Linked DNA regions of Mus musculus: all the other regions are linked to region 1. A link is a contact called in public HiChIP or PLAC-seq data. All regions are on one chromosome and are shown on one strand. Each heading gives the region's core, a stretch centred on a gene start, on an enhancer-like site or on the middle of the called end of the contact. The rest is flanking DNA. Distances are from core to core; before and after follow the strand shown.

Region 1 (3,252 bases), core at 514-3,013:
AAGCACACATTACTGCTTCAATTTTACCCAGTTCCAAGGTGGGGGCTGGTGTGGGGGAGGAGGAAGAAAGTAGAAAGGACTGCCGTTCTGCAATAAAATAAAATAAAATAAAATAAAACGATCTCTTTGTTTTCTGGGAGTTCTAGAACAAAGCTGTATGTTAGAGGAAGAACTGAGCTGCCTTCGAGCTAAAAGGCTTGGCATTAAACTTTGACACTTTAATGGCTTTTAGGATATTAGATACTATTTTACCATATAATGTTCTTTTCCGACACAATAATGGCATCAAACCCAGATACGATTTGCTATCCCTGCAACGTTCGTGGTAAGACTTATTCTGGTAGAGATAAGACATCAGGACCCCAGCATCGCAGTTAACTATTCCGAAGCAACCGCTACCTTCGGTTCGCATCCTCCAAGACTTAGGCTCCTACTGATTAGGTAAACAGCGCTGGGAACTGAGGGAGAGCCCCTGCTGGTGGTAAAAGGGGTCCTGGCTTCTAGAGAACGCAGGGAAGCCGAGAGTGTCGAGCAGGTCAAAGGACGGTCCAAGGGTGTAGGTATCAAGGCCAGAGCTGGGGATGAGGGATGGGATCAGAGAGGAGCTGGATCTTCGAATGCGAGATTAGAGTGATGCTCCACCTCGGGTAAGATAGTCAGCTCAGAGTCCCGAGATAGGAAGCCCTTTCTAAGGCATCCCACCTCTCTCCATCCTCCCCAGCCATTAAAAGACAGTGGGTGGGCTGCCGGAGGAGATAAGCGCAGGGGAAGACAGAGATTCAGTGGCTCCTACGGATTGGGGGAGGTGGGGACTCTGGGGGAAGGGGCCCCCAGAAGCCAAGGGACCTAGTTGAGGAAAAAACCCGGAAGCTGGATCGCAGTTTCGGAGCTCCGTCTTCCAGTGGGAGTAGACCGTCCGCTCTGGTCCTCTTTCTCACCCAGGCTCTGCTTCAGCCTCAAGGGAGGGTATTCTCCCAAGGGACATCCCATCCCCTTTACTATAACCAAATCTTTCCGCTCCTTCCGCAGTCCGGGCGGACTCTCCGCATCCTCACCTTCCTCATCAACATCCGGAGGCTTAGATGTCCCTTTAGTGGACGTTGAAAGCGGGGCTCTGAGCAAGAGTAAAATTAGAAAGGAGGTGCATCTATGCGTGTATATATGGACACAAAAATGTAGTTTCCTCTGGTGAGGGGGACCAGAGTCTTGCACAGGATTCTTGGATCCAGAATCCAAGCAAGATGATGTCAAACCGCTCAAATCGGGCCTCTTCACAGCTCTGGCTGCCCCATGACCGGTCAACCTAGGGGAGAGCCGCGTTCCCAACCGAAGGAAAAGCAGGGTAAACTTCCTACTTCCCCCCAAACCGTTATTTTGTAAAAGGAGTGGCACGGTGACCCACCCTGCTCGCAAACCGGAAGCAACAATTGCGAACTCAACCCGCCTCTCTTCACTCTCTTTCATCCAAATCTGGGGTAGCCGGAGTCCGGGAAAGAAGGGCGGGGAGCTCCAGCTAGCACCCTTTTCCCGAGACCCGGCCCGGGCTCCGGGCTCCGGGTGTTTCATCCGCCTGCGTTCCAATGAACCAAGGAGCGGAGGGAGGCGCTTGGTCGTAGGCGTAGCCTAGGCAGGGCGGGCACTAGAGACGCACATTCCTGGCGCTACCCATTGGCTGTCCATGCGATCACGGGGAGGAGGCGTGGCCCCGAGGCGGGCTCCGGTCCCGCCCCCGCTCGGAACCCAGCCCAGGATCGCGGTCCTTCCCCCTCGCCCCCCAGCTGCACAGACATGACACAGACACACAGTCACTGCAGCTGCCGAACGAGCCCGACGCTCTAAGCACGCGGCGGCGGCTGGACTAGCCTGGAGCTCCAACACCAGCGCCCGCCAGCGCGCTCCCACGCCGGTCCCCGCACAGCGATTCTCTCCCGGCCCCGCGCGGGAAGCGGGGATCGCGCGCCTGTCCGTTCGCGGCTCCAGGCTGCCCACAGCGTCTGCAGCGGACGAGCGGCTCCAAACCTGAGCGCTCCGGGAAGCCGGCGCGTCTCCAAGGTGGCGGCGGGGGCTGCCCGCCCGGGCTCCCCGCACCCATCGGGCTGCGTCCCGCTCGCGGCGCCCCGGCGGCCGTGACCTTCCAAGGAGCATCTATCCCGGCCCCGCGCCCCCGGTCCCGCGCCCCAGGCCCGGGCGAGGCCCTCTTCAGCGCCCGCTTCTCGCGGAGCCGCGGGCGGGCGGCGCAGGCCCGGGGGGTGGGGGGGAGGGTCACCGCAAGCAGCTACGGTCGGTCCCAGTGCTCGTTCGCCACGCTGGTCTCTCGGTCCGGCTGAGCTGCCTCCAGCCTCCTGCCTCCTGCCTCGCCTCTTCTCCGTGGCTGGGGCTGCCGGTGTACTTGCCTGGCCGGGCCGGTTGCGGGCAGGCCCTGCCCTGAAGGGGTTAAGCGGTCAGGGGCGCGGAAGGTGAAGCCGGCAGAGCTGCGGCTCCCCGTTTCTTCCTGGCGCTGGTTTCCCGGATCCAACCCAGGGCGGCCCCCAGGCCCTTGCCCATGCGAGGCGCCCAGGGCTTGGAAGAGTCCTTCTGGCGTAGAGCAGCTCTCGGCAGCCGCCTCGGAGGAGGAGAAAGAAGGGAGAGTGCTCAGTCCCGGCAAGGCGGACCTTTCCTATTGATATTTGGAGCCCAAGGCTGTCCCGAAGTCTGTGCTTGGCACCGTCGGTCGGTCGGGTTAGAACAGCTCCAGCTGGGATCTCCACCAGGACCCACTGCACTTAGTAGGCGTCAGTGGCACCACGCGGTTCAGCTCTTTCGGAGTGTACCTCTGCCTGGATGTAGTCAAGGCCAAGGTAAGAGCCCTGATGTGCGAGAGAACCATCGTGGGAACGCTTTAGTGAGCAATGCTGGACAACTTATCCAAACCTGTGGCTGGTACCCGGTGTGCTTAGGATGCTAGTAAAAAGGATGGGCACACCGTTTCTGACTTGGCTTTGAGTCCCGGAAAAGCAGGAGGTGGAAGACCCCAATCTCTAGTGTCCCCAGGATCTGTCTCAGGGCCTGACATGCTCTTAGGTGTACAAGATATTGATAGGCAAGAGCGAGTTGGTGTGTGTGTGTAGGGGGCAGGTTCTTAGTAACACCTGGAGGTATTGTTTTCCCGCCACCCTGGGACCCTTCCTGCTTTTCTTCGACGTTCACCTGCCTTTTATGATGGGATGCCCAGAGAACTTTCCAATAGGTTGAAAAGAGGCCGGGTTGGGTGTA
Region 2 (3,252 bases), core at 325-2,824, 530 kb before region 1:
ATAGGTGGAACAACAATATGAACTAACCAGTGCCCCCCGGAGCTCGTGTCTCTAGCTGCAAATGAATCAGAAAATGTCCTAGTGGGCCATCAGTGGAAACAGAGGCCCATTGGTAGTGCAAACTTTATATGCCTCAGTACAGGGGGATGCTAGGGCCAAGAAGTGGGAGTGGGTGGGTGGGGGAGTGAGGGGGGGAACTTTTGGGATAGCATTGGAAATGTAAATGAAATAAATACCTAATTAAAAAAATAAATAAAAGGTGTTTGTTTGGTTTTAGATTTAAGCATATGAATGATTTTTTTTTTCTGGATGTATACCATGTATCTCCTTGGTTTCTGTGAAGGTTAAAAGAGGGTGTTGAATTCCTTGAAGCTGGATTTTCAGATAGTTGTGAACTACTATGTGGGTGCTTGGAATGAAATCCAGATCCTCTGCAAGGTCAAGAAGTGTTCTTAACCACTGGACCGCCTCTCAAGCCCCATACATTTCTTAATTTCAGGTCTTGCAGCAGTAACAAGCTCTCAGAGTAACAGTCCCCAAATTCCATTACAACAAGCATGTGGCCCTTGGGTATTTTATATGATCTCTGAAAGACTTACTGAACTGACTATCAGACATTCTTACCTAGAAGACAAAGCTTATAGAGTGGTGACTGGATAAATGAATCAGTAGTTAAGAGCAGTAGAGAGAGTTAAGTCTGCTCTTCCAGCTGATCCAGGTTCAAGTCCCATGGTCCATACAGCAGCTTCCAACCATAGTAACTCCAGTCTCAGGATATCTGACCCCCTCTTCTGATCTTCATAGGCGCCAGACATTCATGTAATACATAGACATAAATGCAGACAAAACACTTAAAGTATGGGGAGACAGGGAAGTTACAGTGGTTGTCCCACAGTAGAAACAAGTGCTTATGAAATTGAGTGTATCCATAACTAAACACATAGAAAGCATATGAAGTGTAGAGGAACTTGTATTACTTAGTAAGCCATCTATTTTACTGTCCCTGCTTTTATTTGAATTGCAAGAAGACTGGCATCTCCAACTTCATATAAGTACAAATCTGGCAGAAAACAGTACCTAGATATTAGAACTAGGGGTATTTCTTATGATTGGGGCATATTTTCTTAAAAACCAGAATAACAGACTACTGAAAATCATGGCCTATGTCCTTCCCTGAATTATGGAGTGTTGCATGTCTCAGACACTTCTTTCTAAGTTCCAGGTCTCCTGAGAAGAATGCGTAAGTTCAGAGAACCACAGTCAAGAGTCTCACACAAATCTGGGCCCAGTGTAGATTGGTAAATTCTAGACTTTAGTCCAGATGCCATTATTAGATGATATTTTTAGAGGCTTTAGAATTTGGATAAGAAGTGTATTCTGCATGCACTGAAATATAGTTTTGCAGCAGCCCTATTGTGGTAGATTGCAAACATGGTAAAGAGACTTCCTAAAACAACTTAAAAACACGGTCATACCTTCCCTTGAAGCTTGCCATCATTCTAACATGTCTAGGCTAACTCCCATGTGAAGGAAACTAACTTAGCTTGTGCCCTTCCCCCAGCCTTGAGTAGTCTAAACAAACCCACAATAGTTTTATGACTTAGCTGGGGTTGGTTGGCCTCCATGCACTTGCAATTTCCTACAGGAGCTTTGAGGAACTGACCACCTGCTGAGCTTGCTTTGCAACTCAATCCAGCTGAAACAAAGGATGGGTCTGTGGGCTCTCCCTATATAAAATCAGTACTGAATATTAAACTTTGAGCCTTGATCAGAAACTGTGTCTTGCCTTCATCCTTCTCTCTCACCTGTCCTTTTCATTTCTAGCCCCCCTTTCAGGTAGACACAGTTCTCCATGGCCACTGGACAGCTACACAAGTCTTCCTAGATGCAGTCATTTCTATTTGCAACCTGCCAGGAAACTATCTGTCTGAATGAAGCATTTCAGATGAGTTAGATTTCAGCAACAAACTAATGCTAAATAACCAAACAATGGAATGAAAACACATAGAAACCTAGATAAGGATTCTCTAAATCCATCTACAGAAGGTCATGTACCAAAAATGTAAATTTTTAAAAATTGGCATATTTCTAATAAGCTTTTATTATGTACCTTGTCAGACAGGTATCAGCAAACCATGTGTGTCAATTGTGTATATTCTGATTTGGAAATCTTTAGGTTTGTCAGTTACATCTGCTGTCTATAGTGATGTGTGTGTGTGTGTGTATGTGTCTTCCATTAAAGATAACCTTCTTTCTTTACTTACTCTGGAGAAAATAAAAATACCTCCCATACTTTAACTAAGCCATAAATTCCTTTGAGAGGAAAAGTAGGAGAGTGGTTAATAGCTCATATTTTGGAGTCAGACTACCTGGCTCCAAATCCCAATACCGCAACTACAATTTCCAAACCTAGGAGTTACTTATCTCTTGGTGATCAATGTCATAAACTATGAATAAGATGCAGATGGCACTCACCTTTAGGGAGAATAGTGTGAGTCACCTTATGTTACCTGCTTACTCTGGTGCCTGGCATATATTCAGAGAGAGAGTGACAAGTTTTTCTATTACTTCATGCTTAAGATGACTCAATGTGGAACACCTTTCATTGCCTATCCATTTATTGGTAACATATATAAGTAATCATTAATAAAATATATGGGAAATGCCAGAACATTAATTAGACCATAAAGCAGTGAAGCAGATGATATAGATTCATAAAGTTCCTAGTGAAAGAATTTTTAAAGACTTTCCTTCAGAGAACTTGGGGATATTCTTCAGCCTTTATGCCAGCCAGTAGTGCAACCTGTCTGGGGTGTTCTGATTAAATCTCCTTTTCTGCACAGAGAAAACAAGTCACACAGGTGCCATCTCAGACACTGGCCACAATGACAAAAATGGGTCCCTTGTATCCACTTCTCAGATGGACTTTGAGCTCTGCCCTTTCAAACACATGTGATTCATCAAATCCCAGGTAATCCCTGGTTAACTGAACAGCACCTACTGTTTGGAGGGCAGACCCACAGGAGTGTCACATAATCCTCATGCTACCATGAGAAAGATGCAGAGAGGCATACAGGGAAAAAAAAAACCAACCATCAGAGGTTGGGAGGGGATGGATGCAGTAGTGAGCAAGTAAACAGAAAGGATTGCTTGATAACCACGAGAACCTAGGGGGAGGCAAGGAAGGTTCCTCCTCTAGAACCTCCAGAGAACACAAGACTAGCCCTCCTTACAACTTGAATTCAGACAGTG
Region 3 (3,252 bases), core at 241-2,740, 520 kb after region 1:
GAGCCGGCAGAACGTGGGCTACCACATCGTGTACAAGGAGGGTCAGTTCTATCCTGTCAATCTTCTGCGAAACGTGGCTATGAAGCACATCAGCACACCCTACATGTTCTTATCTGACATTGACTTCCTGCCTATGTATGGGCTCTATGAGTACCTCAGGTAAGGAACCCAGGGGACCTTGCTGTTCTGTCCTCTCTTCAGACTGGTGGCCACACAGGTTCAGGAAAAGCTGGAACCTCAAGGCCCTCAGGACCATTGTCTAGTCTGCCACTTACCTTTTATAGGTAGGACAACTACAACCCAAAAGGGGACAGGGACCTGTCCAGTGATGGCCACTACCTACAAGTTTGGAATGTGTGTACTAAGCTCTATTATCCCATGCACAGACTAGACCCAATTTCCATAGTGACATTATTTGCTCTTGAAACATCTCTCTTGCTTAAAATTTCTGCCTCTTTTCCAACTTTGCAGTAGACAGGCTTCCTATCATCATTCTCAAAAGCCCATTGCCTGTTCCTTAAAACAAACCTAAATAATAGTGATGCTTAACATGTATTGAAGCACTTAAGCATATGCCAGAAAATGATGGACAGGTAAGATTTCATTTTGTTTCCTCCTCTCACAAACCCCTGCTATGGGCAACATTGATGTCTTCATTATACAAACAAGAAACTGCAGAACAAGACTGAAAGATGCTGGCCTATCTTATATAACTAGTGTGGGAGGAAGTGGGGAGTCATAACACAGGACACCCAACTACAGAACACCTAACCACAGAAAACCCAACCACAGAACCATAGGAATATCCAGTATCCTTCTCCACCTTTCTTCACATAGCAGAGCAGAAAGCAGTACACTCCTTTAAGCCCGGGTGGTTCAATTAATATAAATAGTATGAATTGAAATGTATTGCAGAATTCACATGACTCAAAATTGTACATGGGAGAAATATAAAGTCACATGGTCCAACATCATCACCATGGTCCTTTTCCAATTGTCCCTTATCAGCATGGATTTCCCCTGTGTCTAAGATAGTGCCTTCCAGGATCCACATATCCCTAAAGATGGTTCATATATCTTGTCTTTTTAGGATGCACAAACTAAGTCTCAACCGCTTGTGGGGCTGCCTTATGCTACACCATGGGCCAGTAAGGCTTGGAGAGACAAAATGACAGGCTTGAGTCCAGACAGATGACAATCATAGGAGTTGAGGAGTGTCTGACAGGCTCCTACCTTGCCCAACTACTCTGGGGTTTCTGATCCCAGACAGGCTGTATATGAACTCCCAAGATCTCTGTCCCCATCTCCGTCCCTGTCCCCACCCCCACCCCCACCCCCACCCCCGGTCTGTCTCTCCCTCCCTCCACCCTCTCTCTCTGTAGCAAGAGAGGGTATCCTACACTTTGTATTCAACCTCAATAGAGTGTCATTACAAAGTGTTGTGTAACATAGTATGACATCATTTCCTTCCTGGTAAACACGGAAGATCCTCATCAGCTGTCAGAGAGCCAAAGGGTAAGTGGCCCCATCAGCAATATAAGCTCCACCATACAAGTGGGTAGAACTGTGACATAACACCCTGTGAATGAGTTCCTGACTGCCAGACTCCATTCACTGATTTTTTTCCTCCAGGTCCAGCTCCAACTAGGTGACAATATCCCAGTCTGTAGAACAAGCCCCGCACCCCCCCCCCTCCAATGTGGTCAGACTAAATCCTCAGCTCTGCATCATCCCTCGTAGCTTGGAAAGCTTAGCAGTCAGCAAGATGCTAGCCTACTTACTAGATGAATAAGTAAGCAGTTAGGAGCAGCCTCAACTTAGACTGAGAAGAGAGGATTGTACCCTACCCACCCTTCACCTTCTGTGATTTTCCTCAGAAGCACCTAAGGGGTCTTCACTGCAAAGAATTTAAAGTAAACAGGCCTGACCCTTGCCTCAGCTGCCCTTGCCTTATGGGCAGCATGTTTTACATGGCACACAAGGAAATTGTATTTATGTTTCCTCTTTATGTGTTACTGACTTAAAATTGCTGATGGAGACCATACTCAGTGCTAAGCAACATGTAACACACGGTAACACCACAAGTTATTTTGCTTAGTTCAAGTTCACCATATGAATCTCATCAGGGATTTTGAAATATTGCAGGTTTCCCCTCAAATTGTCTTTACAGACCCTGTCTGAAAAGTACTATTTAAGAGAGTTCATAGATCTGTCTAAGGAAGCACCATCTCTCCAGGTGTGGAGTCATGTTGCCGTTGTGGCAGAATTGCAATTTATATTTTTGCAAAGAATCTGAATCTTTATGTATTTTAATGTTTTAGTATTATTAAATAATTGGGAGCTGGCGAGATGGCTCAGCAGTTAAAAGAACTCATTGTTCTTACAGAAGACTCAGGTACAGTTCCTTGTAACACATGGATGTTCACAGAGGGCTGGCACTCTCTGAACACCAAGCACATGTGTGATGTACATGCATATATATAGTCAGAACACTCATAGACATAAAATTAAAATCTTGCTTAAAAATGAACAAATAATTTAAAATGAGTTTTAAATGCTATGGAGTCACACTATATCCCCAGGCTAGATTAGCCCCCCTCTCACCTGCTCACCATTTGCAACCTCTGACCTAGGATTGTTTCTAGATGCTAGAATTTTGACAACCGGTAATAATTCAATCAGCTGGATGCATTGAGCTGGATCCCAAGCTCAAGGGGGAAGTCCCAAGGCCTGACACTATTACTGAAGCTGTGGAGCACTCACCATGACTGCTCTCCAAAAGACCCAACAAGCAGCTGAAAGGGTCAGATGCCGATATTTGCACCCAACCAATAGACAGAAGCAGCCAACCCCTGTTATTGAATTAGAGAAGGCTGAAAGAAGCTGAGGAGAAGGCTGATCCTGTGGGAGGACCAGCAGTCTCAATTAACCTGAACCCCCGAGATCTCTCAGATACTGGAACACCAACCAGGCAGCATACACCAGCTGATATGAGGCCCCCAACACACATACAGTAGAGGACTTCTGGGTCTATGTTCAGTCAGAGATGATGCATCTAACCCTCAAGAGACTGGAGGCCCCAGGGAGTTTAGAGGTCAGGCAGGGTTGGGGTTGGGGTCATCCATGTGGAGACAGGGTGGGGTGGGGAGGAGATGTCAGATGTGGAGCAGACAGAGGATGGATGGGGGGAGGGAGCAGGGAATGGAATATAGAGTGTAAAAAATAAATTTAAAAAAAGAATTCAGTCATAAG

Evidence for each region. HiChIP or PLAC-seq counts read pairs in DNA pulled down with a chosen protein or histone mark.
Region 2: a contact with region 1 is called in a CTCF HiChIP or PLAC-seq map of stem cell-derived epiblast-like cells, with 5 times the contacts expected there. The contact joins the enhancer-like site here to the promoter of Large1 in region 1. A contact is called at or near these places in 6 of 39 promoter capture datasets (embryonic stem cells, frontonasal cranial neural crest, hippocampal neurons and 2 more), 1 of 15 datasets of contacts at CTCF or cohesin (stem cell-derived epiblast-like cells), 1 of 484 Hi-C or Micro-C datasets (reprogramming fibroblasts) and 6 of 115 datasets of contacts at active chromatin or transcription factors (embryonic forebrain, embryonic stem cells and stem cell-derived neural progenitor cells).
Region 3: a contact with region 1 is called in an H3K4me3 HiChIP or PLAC-seq map of bone marrow-derived macrophages, with 7 times the contacts expected there. The contact joins the enhancer-like site here to the promoter of Large1 in region 1. A contact is called at or near these places in 6 of 39 promoter capture datasets (the 3T3-L1 cell line, embryonic stem cells, hippocampal neurons and 1 more) and 12 of 115 datasets of contacts at active chromatin or transcription factors (bone marrow-derived macrophages, embryonic forebrain, embryonic stem cells and 4 more).

What each region holds. Positions count from the first base shown.
Region 1 is chr8:73,352,051-73,355,302 of GRCm38.p6, reverse strand. Large1 (LARGE xylosyl- and glucuronyltransferase 1) reads left to right here and starts at 1,763. Exons shown (of 15, transcript NM_010687.2): 1 at 1,763-2,837.
Region 2 is chr8:73,880,178-73,883,429 of GRCm38.p6, reverse strand. No RefSeq gene overlaps it. Among named protein-coding and RNA genes, the nearest start is that of Large1, 530 kb to the right of the region's middle. Within about 2 kb of position 1,574, at least 2 of the 459 cell types and tissues checked have an H3K27ac peak or open chromatin away from gene starts, as enhancers often do. A contact at or near this core is called in stem cell-derived epiblast-like cells, where this site is marked.
Region 3 is chr8:72,834,314-72,837,565 of GRCm38.p6, reverse strand. It overlaps Large1 (LARGE xylosyl- and glucuronyltransferase 1), which reads left to right. Exons shown (of 15, transcript NM_010687.2): 12 at 1-159. Among named protein-coding and RNA genes, the nearest start is that of Gm39198, 49 kb to the right of the region's middle. Within about 2 kb of position 1,490, at least 12 of the 459 cell types and tissues checked have an H3K27ac peak or open chromatin away from gene starts, as enhancers often do. A contact at or near this core is called in bone marrow-derived macrophages, where this site is marked.